Linked DNA regions of Triticum aestivum: region 1 is linked to region 2. The links are chromatin contacts, called in public HiCAR-type maps. All regions are on one chromosome and are shown on one strand. The core of a region is the stretch at or near the end of the contact, and the rest is flanking DNA. Distances in the headings are between cores, read along the strand shown. Region 1 holds the start of LOC123169430 (putrescine hydroxycinnamoyltransferase 1). Region 2 holds the start of LOC123165196 (probable protein phosphatase 2C 60).

Evidence for each region. HiCAR-type assays count read pairs that join an accessible place to other places.
Region 1: a contact with region 2 is called in a HiCAR-type map of leaf, with 5 times the contacts expected there. The contact joins the promoter of LOC123169430 here to the promoter of LOC123165196 in region 2. A contact is called at or near these places in 1 of 5 Hi-C or Micro-C datasets (leaf) and 1 of 1 datasets of contacts at active chromatin or transcription factors (leaf).

Annotation. Positions count from the first base shown.
Region 1 is chr7D:623,198,253-623,203,736 of IWGSC CS RefSeq v2.1, reverse strand. It overlaps LOC123169430 (putrescine hydroxycinnamoyltransferase 1), which reads left to right and starts at 2,496. Exons shown (of 2, transcript XM_044587305.1): 1 at 2,496-3,134. The coding sequence starts at 2,694.
Region 2 is chr7D:622,959,781-622,965,048 of IWGSC CS RefSeq v2.1, reverse strand. It overlaps LOC123165196 (probable protein phosphatase 2C 60), which reads left to right and starts at 4,011. Exons shown (of 5, transcript XM_044582826.1): 1 at 4,011-4,225.

The DNA.
Region 1 (5,484 bases), core at 1,247-3,746, 240 kb before region 2:
ACGAGCTGGGAAAAAAACTGCCCAACTCGGCGAACAAGCGAACCAATCGTGCCCCCTGCTCAAGGTGTCAAAAGACATCGTCGCTAATGATCCGAGTATGGTGCCCGGTTATAGCAATCTTGGAGATTACCTGCCCGACGATGTACATTATGAAATCATGGAGGTGGACGAACACAAATACCATTACGGAAAGCCTCTCGTCAAAGATGAAAGATCTCTAAGCACGATGATGCGAAGACTACATGATTGGTACATGAAAACCTGCAGAGAGTCTGATGGGATGGATACTTTGACGCTGAGAGTTAAACCGGAGCATGACCTCGTTGGAATTGATCTACTGAGTGTTCCATTTGAGGATTTCTTCCAGTTTTACAATCAAAAAGCCCTCGATAAAACAACGATCACTTGCTACTGTCTGTAAGTAGTACTACTTCTGTCATTAAGTCTCTCTATATAGGTCAGCTCTTTCATTGCATGTATTTATACTTATCCTCACTATATTATGCAGATTGAAGATCGCCGAATTGAAGAAAAAACAAATCGATGATATTGGGTTCATTAACACAAATCTCATAGATGCATATACGGTTGAAAAACATCCCAAAGAAGCCGAGGCCAACTTGCTACAATCGTTGGTATTAAATCAAAACAAAGATATAATACTCTTTCCTTACAACTTCAAGTGAGTGTTACTGTCTTGTGCTTATTCGGTTTCCCTTATTAGTCCAGGTTATGGTAATGTAATTGATGACTTATGCATGCATGCGCAGCTTCCATTATATTCTCCTAGAGATTAAGCTTGAGCAGGGAGTAGTAACCGTCTTAGACTCGAGACGAAAAGATCCCCAGGACTATGCGAACATGACTCAAATGCTCGAGAAGTAAGTTAAATCGATCATTATCCACCATATCAGCAACTTTGTTCATTTCCTGATATCAAGTAATTGTTTTCTTTGTCTGGCAGGGTTTGGAGAAAATTCACCTCAAAAGCTCCGGGACTGCCGAAGAAGCTGCAATTTAATCACCCGAAAGTAAGTACTATAGTAGCATGTTCCGCGCATCTCCTAGTGATTCAAGCGCTAGTTTCATCAATACCATTTAGCATGCTTGCTTATCAGTTTGATTGACCTCTATTTCTTGTAAAGTGGTTGTGGCAGGAACCCGGGAATAATTATTGTGGATACTACGTTTGCGAGTCCATCCGCTACACGACCTGTGAGCGGGGCTACACTGAAGAACAATATAAAGTGCGTAAGCAATAATATTCACAATTTTATTTTATTACCATCATTTGTGTTGAGTTTCATTTATTCATATATATATGTATTGACCCCCTTCTTCAAATTAGATGTTTCGGAAGCGGGATGAACTCCTAGCAGAAGATCGTATGCGAGGAATTCAAGAGGAATTGGCGGCATTCTTCCTTGACCACGTGATCGCTGAAAACGGAGAATACTATGTGGACCCTGTGTTCCTACAATTTAATTAGGAGATTGTATTGTAAGAGATAATTATTGTATATATGTAGCCGGTAGTGTCGGATAGATATACGAGAACTTGTTGTTCGACCAATATCTCGGAGAAGGTGGTCGATATCACTTCTCTCTGTATGCATATGTTCATGACGATCTTCTGTTTCCTTCATTTGATTACTAGCTAGCGTGTCTACTCCTCTCCATACGTATATAGTACGTAGCATCGACCAAGCACGGAGATAAGAGAGGACACTTCTCTCTATTAATTAGCTAGCTAACACAATATATGAAACACCTAAATTAACCCCCCAAAACCCCTAAACCACCCCTTTCAAAAAAAACAAAAACCTCAGCTCCTGCCAGCTGCTGACGCGTGGATGCCTATTGGGTCCGGTTGGTGACACCAACCGGGACAAAAGGCCCTGCCTATTGGTCCCGGTTGGTGGCACCAACCGAGACCAAAGGCCCTCCTGCCTGGGCTCCCCGCACCGGCCACGTGAACGGCCTTTAGTCCCGGTTCGCGTAAGAACCGGGACTAAAGGGCTAGTGCATTAGTAACGACCCTTTAGTCCCGGTTCCAGAACGGGACTAAAGGCCCTTATGAACCGGGGTAAAAGCTCCTTTTCCTACTAGTGTTTAATCCAAAGGAGGGATTCTCAGCTAGCTGAGAACCAGCAAAACCGAAAAAGATAAGTCAAAAGCCGTCGTTAGGTTACAGGACGCCTCGGAGTACACGGCAGGCCCAAGCTGCGCCACGCAGCAGACGCACACAGAGATTTGAATGGTATGCTATGTCAATGGTCCGTGTAGCTCCTCGATTGGTCGAGCCATTTGCACGTAGACATATATTCCGGCCCTCTAGCTCAGCCGGCCTTGTCGCCCCGTCTACAGTTAGTGCACTGCTAAATAACGACGACGTGCACCTGTTCACTGCCGCTACAAGATGTTGTGGTGTGGATTATTCATCATCACAACAACAAGAAAAAGGGCCCCGTACGTAGGTTCCATCAGCGTCCCATGCCGTGTATGCATGTCACCGACCGGCCGCGTGGTTATGCACGTACCCGGGCCGGGTGGCACACGAGAGCGCGCGCATCTATATAGCATGGCCGCCTCGCAGCTCCACTCTCCTCCACAAGCAAAAGCGAGCGCACAGACGAGATTACGCAAAGAGACTCTGCACACAGTTTGTTTGAGAGCGACAGACAGAGCAGGGAGATGATGAAGGTGGAGGTGGTGGAGTCGACGCTGGTGGCGCCGAGCGAGGAGACGCCACGGCGGGCGCTGTGGCTCTCCAACCTCGACCTGGCCGTGCCCAAGACGCACACGCCGCTCGTCTACTACTACCCGGCCCCAGCCACGGCGGCGCCGGACACGGACTCGGCCGACTTCTTCTCGCCGGAGCGGCTCAAGGCAGCGCTGGCCAAGGCGCTGGTGCTCTTCTACCCGCTGGCCGGGCGCCTCGGGCGAGAGGGCGAGGGCGGGCGGCTGCAGATCGACTGCAACGGCGAGGGAGCGCTCTTCGTCCTCGCCAGGGCGCCGGACGTCGCCGGGGAGGACCTCTTCGGGAGCGGCTACGAGCCCTCGCCGGAGATCAGGCGGATGTTCGTGCCCTTCGCGCCCTCCGGCGACCCGCCCTGCCATATGGCCATGTTCCAGGTTCAACTTTGCCCCTCACGCCAAACTATTTCATCATATGACTTTGCTTCTGCCGTCCCGGCCTCGTCCTATTCCCGCTTCTTGGCCATGGACGTGCCAGTATTTAGTCCTAGCTAGGTAGGAATCCTCTGCCTATACCTCTCTTGGATAGATTGATCGATCGGTTTGGCCGGAGTTGGACCTGACGCTGCAAATTCCGTCGACCTAATGATGTCAAAAACATAACCAATATTGGATTTGCAATCGCGGCAGCCAGCTTAATTTTGTTCTTATGTTGCCTTCGGAAAAAGGTCATATCATTGGAAAAAGATAGTAGATAGAGATTGGCGAGGGGCGGAGAAAACCGGATAGAACATTAATTGATTGCTTCATATCCGTATCGATAAACACCAAGCATATATGGGTAAAATATGAATGGCAAGAACAACATTGAGATCGACGTACCATCCATAAAATTATTGTGTCACGCTCAGTCTCTGTCTAATTTTCTTGTAAACCCTCGGGACGACGCATATCGCTTCTCATGAATGAATAGATAAAAGAGAGCTAGCAAAGTTTGACATGTACATAGGCACATAGCCATTCAAAAAGAATTGAGACTAGCACCATGTGTGGCATGCGTGGCAAGCTAGGTAGCTAATCTCAAACTCAAAACAAACAAATGCATTATTTTATTGACTAAATAGCGTGAAGAAAGCATAGTAGTAGTAGTATCATATTGGTGGGGTGCCTACGTATGACTCATCCCCAGGATAACAAACATCTCGATCGGGAATCAAGTTGCGTGGATGTGATCGTGGCGGCGCCGTTGATATCCGTGGTTGTGGGCCGGACACGGTTTCCTCCCTCTTACTTCTTCTGAGGACAGCATTTTTTTTGGGGGGCAAATTTGTAAGCAACACAAGGGCCTACCTTGATGCTTCCATTACTGGACAATTAAGTAATGGCATCGCTTTCAAGTCACGATAGATAATTCTCAACACTTGTCTGCTTGTTTTTAGACTATAATTGCAAAGAGTTCATATCCGGCCTACGTGGCCGAAGATTCTAACATGGTGCAGCCGCCCCCACTAGGATATGTGATGAAAACCCTTAGGTATACATCATAATCAAAACCCAGAGATGTTTGACACGCTACGAGATTGATAAGAAAATAGTTAATCCTAATAAGAACTAGTGACATAATCAATGATTCTCAATACTTATCTAATACATAGAGGTGAGGCTCAAACCTTGGCTGGCTGGCCCACACTTCATATATGGGATTCAGATCCTCTGACATTGGGAGGGAAGTCAGGGGAAGCTACAGTACCCTGACATCCCTTCCCCAGGTTTTCCTAAACCATGATCTAACGCATGGATTCAAAAACCACAGTAATTCATGAATAGTATCTGGTCTACAATGATTCGCGGCCATTGCTAGCCCCCCGACATCCCTTCTTCCTTTTATACACAGAGTTACCGTAGCTTGTGACTTTCCTTGTGCATGTTAGAGGATCCCGCTCCTCATATATGGTGCTATCCACTAGCCACCACTTCATCTAACCGGGTTTAGGGCAAAATCTTGACCATATTTTTTAGATAAAAATTAAGTTATATGTAGCAAAAATAGTATCCCATTGGAAACTTCTTTCGAATATGAATCCAACAACATTTTTTTTGTAACATATCACTTAGATTTTGCTACTCAAATTTACTGTCAGAGTTTCACCCAAAATACAATGGGGACTAATAAACTGAACGGTTGAAGTAAACCCACGCGAATACAAATTGCAGAACAGCCCACAGAGCAAACTTAGCAAATTAGATGATTTTGCGGCACAGTTTTAAAAGTCATAGTAGTCTAAAACTCAAGACATCGTTTTTAAATAATGATGTTATAGATACTATGGTTTATGGATGGAAGTGTTATATTTGTTGATCTCTTCATTGTCGATAGTTGTTGTACAGTTGTTGTTCTAGTCTGTTGTTTTTGTGGGCCTTGGCACCACAATTTCCAACTGTGTACTACAACAAATTTGGCCTGGCTCTGGTGAGAGAGAGGGGCAATGACGGCGACACGCCTTCAGTTCGCTCCAGTGTTTGTAATGGTCGCTAGATAGTCTACGGACTTATATGTATTTTTTGTTATTCCTGTGTTCTTTGTGCTACCATGACGTGATGAATAGAATTGATGTTTTCTGGCCAAAGAAAACATATAAAATATATATTTAAGACTGTAGTTTCTAAAAAAACAGGGTAAACTCAGACCACTTTAAAATAAAATTAAAAATATTAGCTGCCAAACATAGCCTTTTCTCGGACGGGCTTGCTAAAGCCCAGTCGACTGAGATTTAAGCAAGTCTCAGTC
Region 2 (5,268 bases), core at 2,762-5,261:
ACCCCTCCCTCACATGCCGGCCCGACCCAGCAGGTTCATCACGAGCGCAAAAGAAAAAGACGGCAGTTAACGGCCGTTAGCGGCGCCTTCACCGTTGTCGGCCCGCGCACAATCGGACACGTCTAAACGAGATCAAATTTTGGTTCAGTGTATTTTGCCACTGTCAAAATGTTGATGTGGTACAAAGTGTCAGGTTTTGTAAAATGATGATTTTCCAAGAGCTGTGACGCTAAAATGGTGGTCTTGTGCATTTTACTCCCTTGAAGATGATCAACCATCTATTGATATTCCCCTTTATCACCCACCATATGGGTTTCATGTCAACCCATTTATAGCACTATTGAATGAATGCGAGTTTCCAATCCTCCAGATGCTCCATAATGCACATAGGTATACAAACAGAATTAACATCAGCATGATTTTCACTAGTAGACGAATATCTAGCTTCTTTTGAAGAGCAAAGAAACTAGAGGTAGTTCTCCAGCTAACTTGAGGAACTGGACAATCAAAGAGCAGGTTGTCACGTGCTGTTTCTGTAGAGCAATATAGAAAGCAAAATAGGACTCGGGCGAAAAAAGAAGAAGAAGAAGAAGAAGAAGAAGAAGAAAGAAGGAGGCAGGGTGAGGAGGAGGGCCCCGGCGCATCACAGCCCACACGTGAAAGAGGCGACGGAAGGGAAGGATGAGGACCGGCGTGATGATTCACGCACGCTGACGCAGATAGGTGCAGGCAGCAGTCTCCATCCGTCTCGCTAATAATGGCAAAGCTAGCTAGATGAGCAAGCAGCAGGTGTTCATCTTCATCATGCTCCCAGTCTCTTCCCTGATCGGATCGAGCAAGATGTTTTGGCAAATCTGATGTATGATCATGCCATGGAGCGATCACCCTGGAGATGAGATCAGATGCAGCAGGTAGGCCGGCGAGGAGGAAGCAGGGAGGCACGGCCAGATGTGTCGTCGGCGTGAGACCGACGGCTGAGCTCAGAGACGTTATTTAAGGCGTGCGTGCTTGGCTGGAAGCGCCGACTGATGGAGATGTGCTGCGTAAATCAACTGCATCTCTCTGGACTCTGCTGATCCTGAACTTGCAGCCCATACACTTGTCCTCCGTGAGTGCAACATAGACATGCTTGCTACGTACGCACGCACTAGCTAATTATTCAGCACCGGCAGATTAATTAGAGGCTACTGGTGGATGGATAGCCTTGAGAAAGTAACAAGAGGATGCCATGGGATTCGCACGCTCCTGCAAGTAGGATTGTTTAATCCTTCACGCGCTTGATCTGTAAAATAGAGAGCAACAAGTGGCCGTGGAGGCTGGCGCTGAGTCAACAACGAGTCATCTTTGGATGGCTCGGCCGCACGCCCTAAAAGAAAGAAAAGAAATACTCGCTCATTCGATATTATAAAACGCTCTAACTTTGTCTAAATGAATCAAATGTATATAGACGTATTTTAGTTTACTTGCTCACTCATTTCAGTCAGTACGTACCCTGCATTAAAACATTCAAAACATTTTATAATAACGCCGCAAGCAAAAGTTGAGAGCTGAGACGAAGATGTCCAGGTTTCAGACCTGTTCAGAAGAATTGAGGTTAGAGTTTTAGTCTGATGGAATCGAGGTTGACGATGCTGAGTTAGGCCGTGTACAATAGTTCTATCTTATAAATGCCACGTTGGGTAAATGTCTGAGATAGAGAAACAAAAAATATAGAAAAGCTTGCCTTCTCCTAATTAAGACATGACCTCTTACCACATGTTTATGTATATCTAGTTATCTCGGAGGTGCCCATAGAGTTAGGGTGCTTGTGTGCGTTCATTGGGTAAATATGTGTGAGCATATATACGACTGTCTTCAAAGATGTTTTTTTTTGCATGTTCAAAAACAGTGACCAAGGATGAGACTAAAAGAGCATCCACTATACATTTTTTTTACATTATGCAGTGTGCTTAAAACATAAATGTTTTAATACGTTCACTTATATACTCCCTCTGTCCCATAAGAACGGTTTTCAAGCTATAGCTCGAAAAACGTTTTTGTATTATGGGACGAAGGGTGCAATTTGTGTAGAATACAGCTCTCTGTCTACGTGTCTTTTCCTTCCCTGGCCGATCGGGCCGGTGAAGCTAGCCAATGAACACTGAGAGACAGATATACAGGTAGGTAGGCAGGTGTAGGTGGCGGCATAGACTCACCGTCCGTGTGAACACGAGCGAAACAATGCACATCACATTCACAGGGAAGAGAGACCAAATATCAAGCATAATTAATTAAGTGCACATAAAAGAGAAGGAGCAGAGAGGACACTATATAACTATTAAAAAAATCCGGATCTGGTATAAGAGTTCATTGGAAGTACAAACATCTCAAATAAAACAAGGAAAACGCTATTCTTCAGCCGACGGATGCACGCGGAGCGTCCGCTGCCTGCGTAGCCGTCGGATCAATCTTGATCGAGTGCTCACACTGGCCACAAGTCATGTGCAGCCATTTTTTTTGCAACAACCGTATTGTTTGAGAAGGCTCCTGCAACAGAGATCTTGTTTCAGAAATAAAAAAATGATTTTGTGGTGAAGTTTTTTTTTCAACAACAGGGTCTAGTTTTAGAAAGTTTCTGCAACAGAAGTCTTGTTTCAGAAAAAATGGTTCGACGGCGAAGATTTTTTCCTTATGCAACATGGGTCTTACTTTAGAAACATAGCCCCAGTTGCAGAAAGCGTTGGAGGAGCGCACGATGTTACAGAGTACGAGGCCAAGCATTGCAACACGACACATGTTTCAGAAACATAGCTTCAGTTGCAGAAATCGTCAAAGGGGTGCCTGGCGTGGGAGCTCGTCGCCATCATGCTGGAGTAGAGGCCGCGCCTGTTCTCCAAGTAGGGCCCCTCGGTGAGCGATCCAAGCATCTGACACGGGATATGGTGGGCCATGGTGTTGCAGAGAGTTCAACTTAGCTCCTGCACGCCGGCGGCGGGCTGATTTTGGTGGCGGGTTGACGGCGGCGGCGCGCTGGGCGCAGCTCTGTCGGGGCCGGGGGCAAGTTTGTTGTCTTGTTTCTGCAACATTGCACATGTTGCGGAAATAATGACGGAGGCATGCGGGGCGCGCACACTAGATTGAACGTCTAACAGCTCGGGGATCCAACGTCTGTCCAGGCGAAGAATAATTTTAATATATCTGCCGGCGGACGCGTAGCAGCGCCCATATAACAAACGTTATATCGACGTCCTTGGACCATCGAACGATCACTGTCGCCGCCAAAATGAGTTGTTGACGCGCCATTGTCACCCTCCCATACTATAGCCCATCTGACCTTGTTGGTGATGGCCGACTAGTTTTCGTGCACGTGCCCATAAGGACCAACGCCCCAGAGTCACAGTCTTCGTTTTTGAACCCTTGAATCGATGTGAATGACCCGACACCAAATCTCGTCGTCGAGTATACACGAAGAAAACCCTAACCACGCTGCTCTTATCGAGAAGTTGGCAGAAATCTACGTTGTAGCTCCTTTGAATGCGTCCCATGAACGAACTCGGGGAGAATCAGAGTTCAAAAAACTGACTCGAAGATCATCTACCCGAGAGCCGCCCATGTAAGGACTAAAATCCTGACCCATATACCAGCCAAAGCCGAGTCACTAGGATTCCTCTCCTCGTCACCGGCCATCGAAGCAACGGTCAGAGGGGAGGCGAATCCTAAGGCTCATCGACAGATATCGATGGAAGGAAGGGAAGATTTGCGTTAGTCATGGCACGAGAGGGAGAAATAAATTGGACAGAAGAAAATAGCTTTTAGTCTTCAAGCTAGAACTTGGAATAAAAATGAAAACCTTATCATTGGGTCCATTTTGCTGATGAGTGTTGACCTCGTGCTTTTTTACTTTTTGCTGGACAGATATTTCTCCTAATTGGTGTTGACGTGTCACGGGGACCGATCTGCGAATACGATCTTGCTCGAGGGCCTCCGCGCGCTTTTCCGCCTTATCTATCGCGTCCGTGTCTGAGCCCCACACGTCATCAAACGGCCGTTGCAGCGCGCCCGCACTCCCCACCCCACCCCCTTTCCCCGCCTCATCCCCTTCTCGTGCCGCCGCCGCCGCCGCCGGTCGCCACCATCCTCCGCCGACCTACCGTCGTCCCCGGCGCCGGTGGAGACGACGGGGAGTAGTCCCCTCGTCCGGCTTGCGCTGTCGCGAGCCACGACCCGATCCGCTTGCGCCGTACTGGTGTGTGTACCCTCCAAGTTCTTTTCTTTCCCCTCCCCTTTCTCTATCTCTCTAACACCACTGTATTCCTCTCCCTTCCGTCGTCTAGAGAGGTCGATCGAGTCGCCCTCCCCGCAATTCGCCGGATTCCCATCCCAAGGCCGCCGATTTGGGCGCGCCGACGGAGGCGAGGTGCGCCTGGGATTTTTGTTTCAGAGGGTGGGTGGGGTGGGGGACCGGGAGCAGAGCATTTCTGCCCTGATCCCAATCAACCAGCGCGCCCGTTTGTCCCCAAGTTTCGTGGCGATTGGGAGGTCTGATACTATCCGCGCTCGGGTCTCGTCTGGATTTGCCGCTTAGGAGAAGCGCCGAGTCGAGGATTTTGGGCGAAATTGCCGTCTGAATCATGGTTCACAATTGTATCCAGTAGCTGCCCATTCTGTGGTCACTATAGTGTCAGTCTGTGATGCCAAGGATGAGGAGTGAGAGAGTTTTGCAGTTTGTGGGAGTAGATGAGGTTTTGGGCAATTGAGTTGTTGGGGAATAGGCTTGGTTCCCAACTGATTGTGAAAGTATTTAAAAACTGTTTTGCCCCGGCGCATGTTTTCAAGCAAAATCTTAGGTTTGATGAGTTGCTATAAGTCAGTTCTTGTAGATGTTCCGAGTGTATGTTAGGAAATGTTTTGCTGCGGCCTATGTTTCAAGTAAAATCTTAGGTATGATGGGAAATATTCGCCCTCGATTGCGTCAAACAGAGACACGATTGTGTCTTTTGCTGCATTATTTAGGCATTATATAATGCTATACGTATGTCTCTTTTGCAATTAAAAATGGTGATGGTGTAGGTTACCCAGTACCAGGTTGCTCCTACTAGAACAGTAGAACCTAAAAGCACCAAGCAAGGCAATTTGATTTGTTTTTCCTACATCTGCTTGTACTATAAAGTTACGACAAAGGAGATTCCTCAGACCCTTTTGAGTTGTAGAGAAAGCAACTATGCTGAATTTGAATTCTGTGTTACATGGTAGACAAAGTGTGTACTTACTGAACAAATACATGCAGCT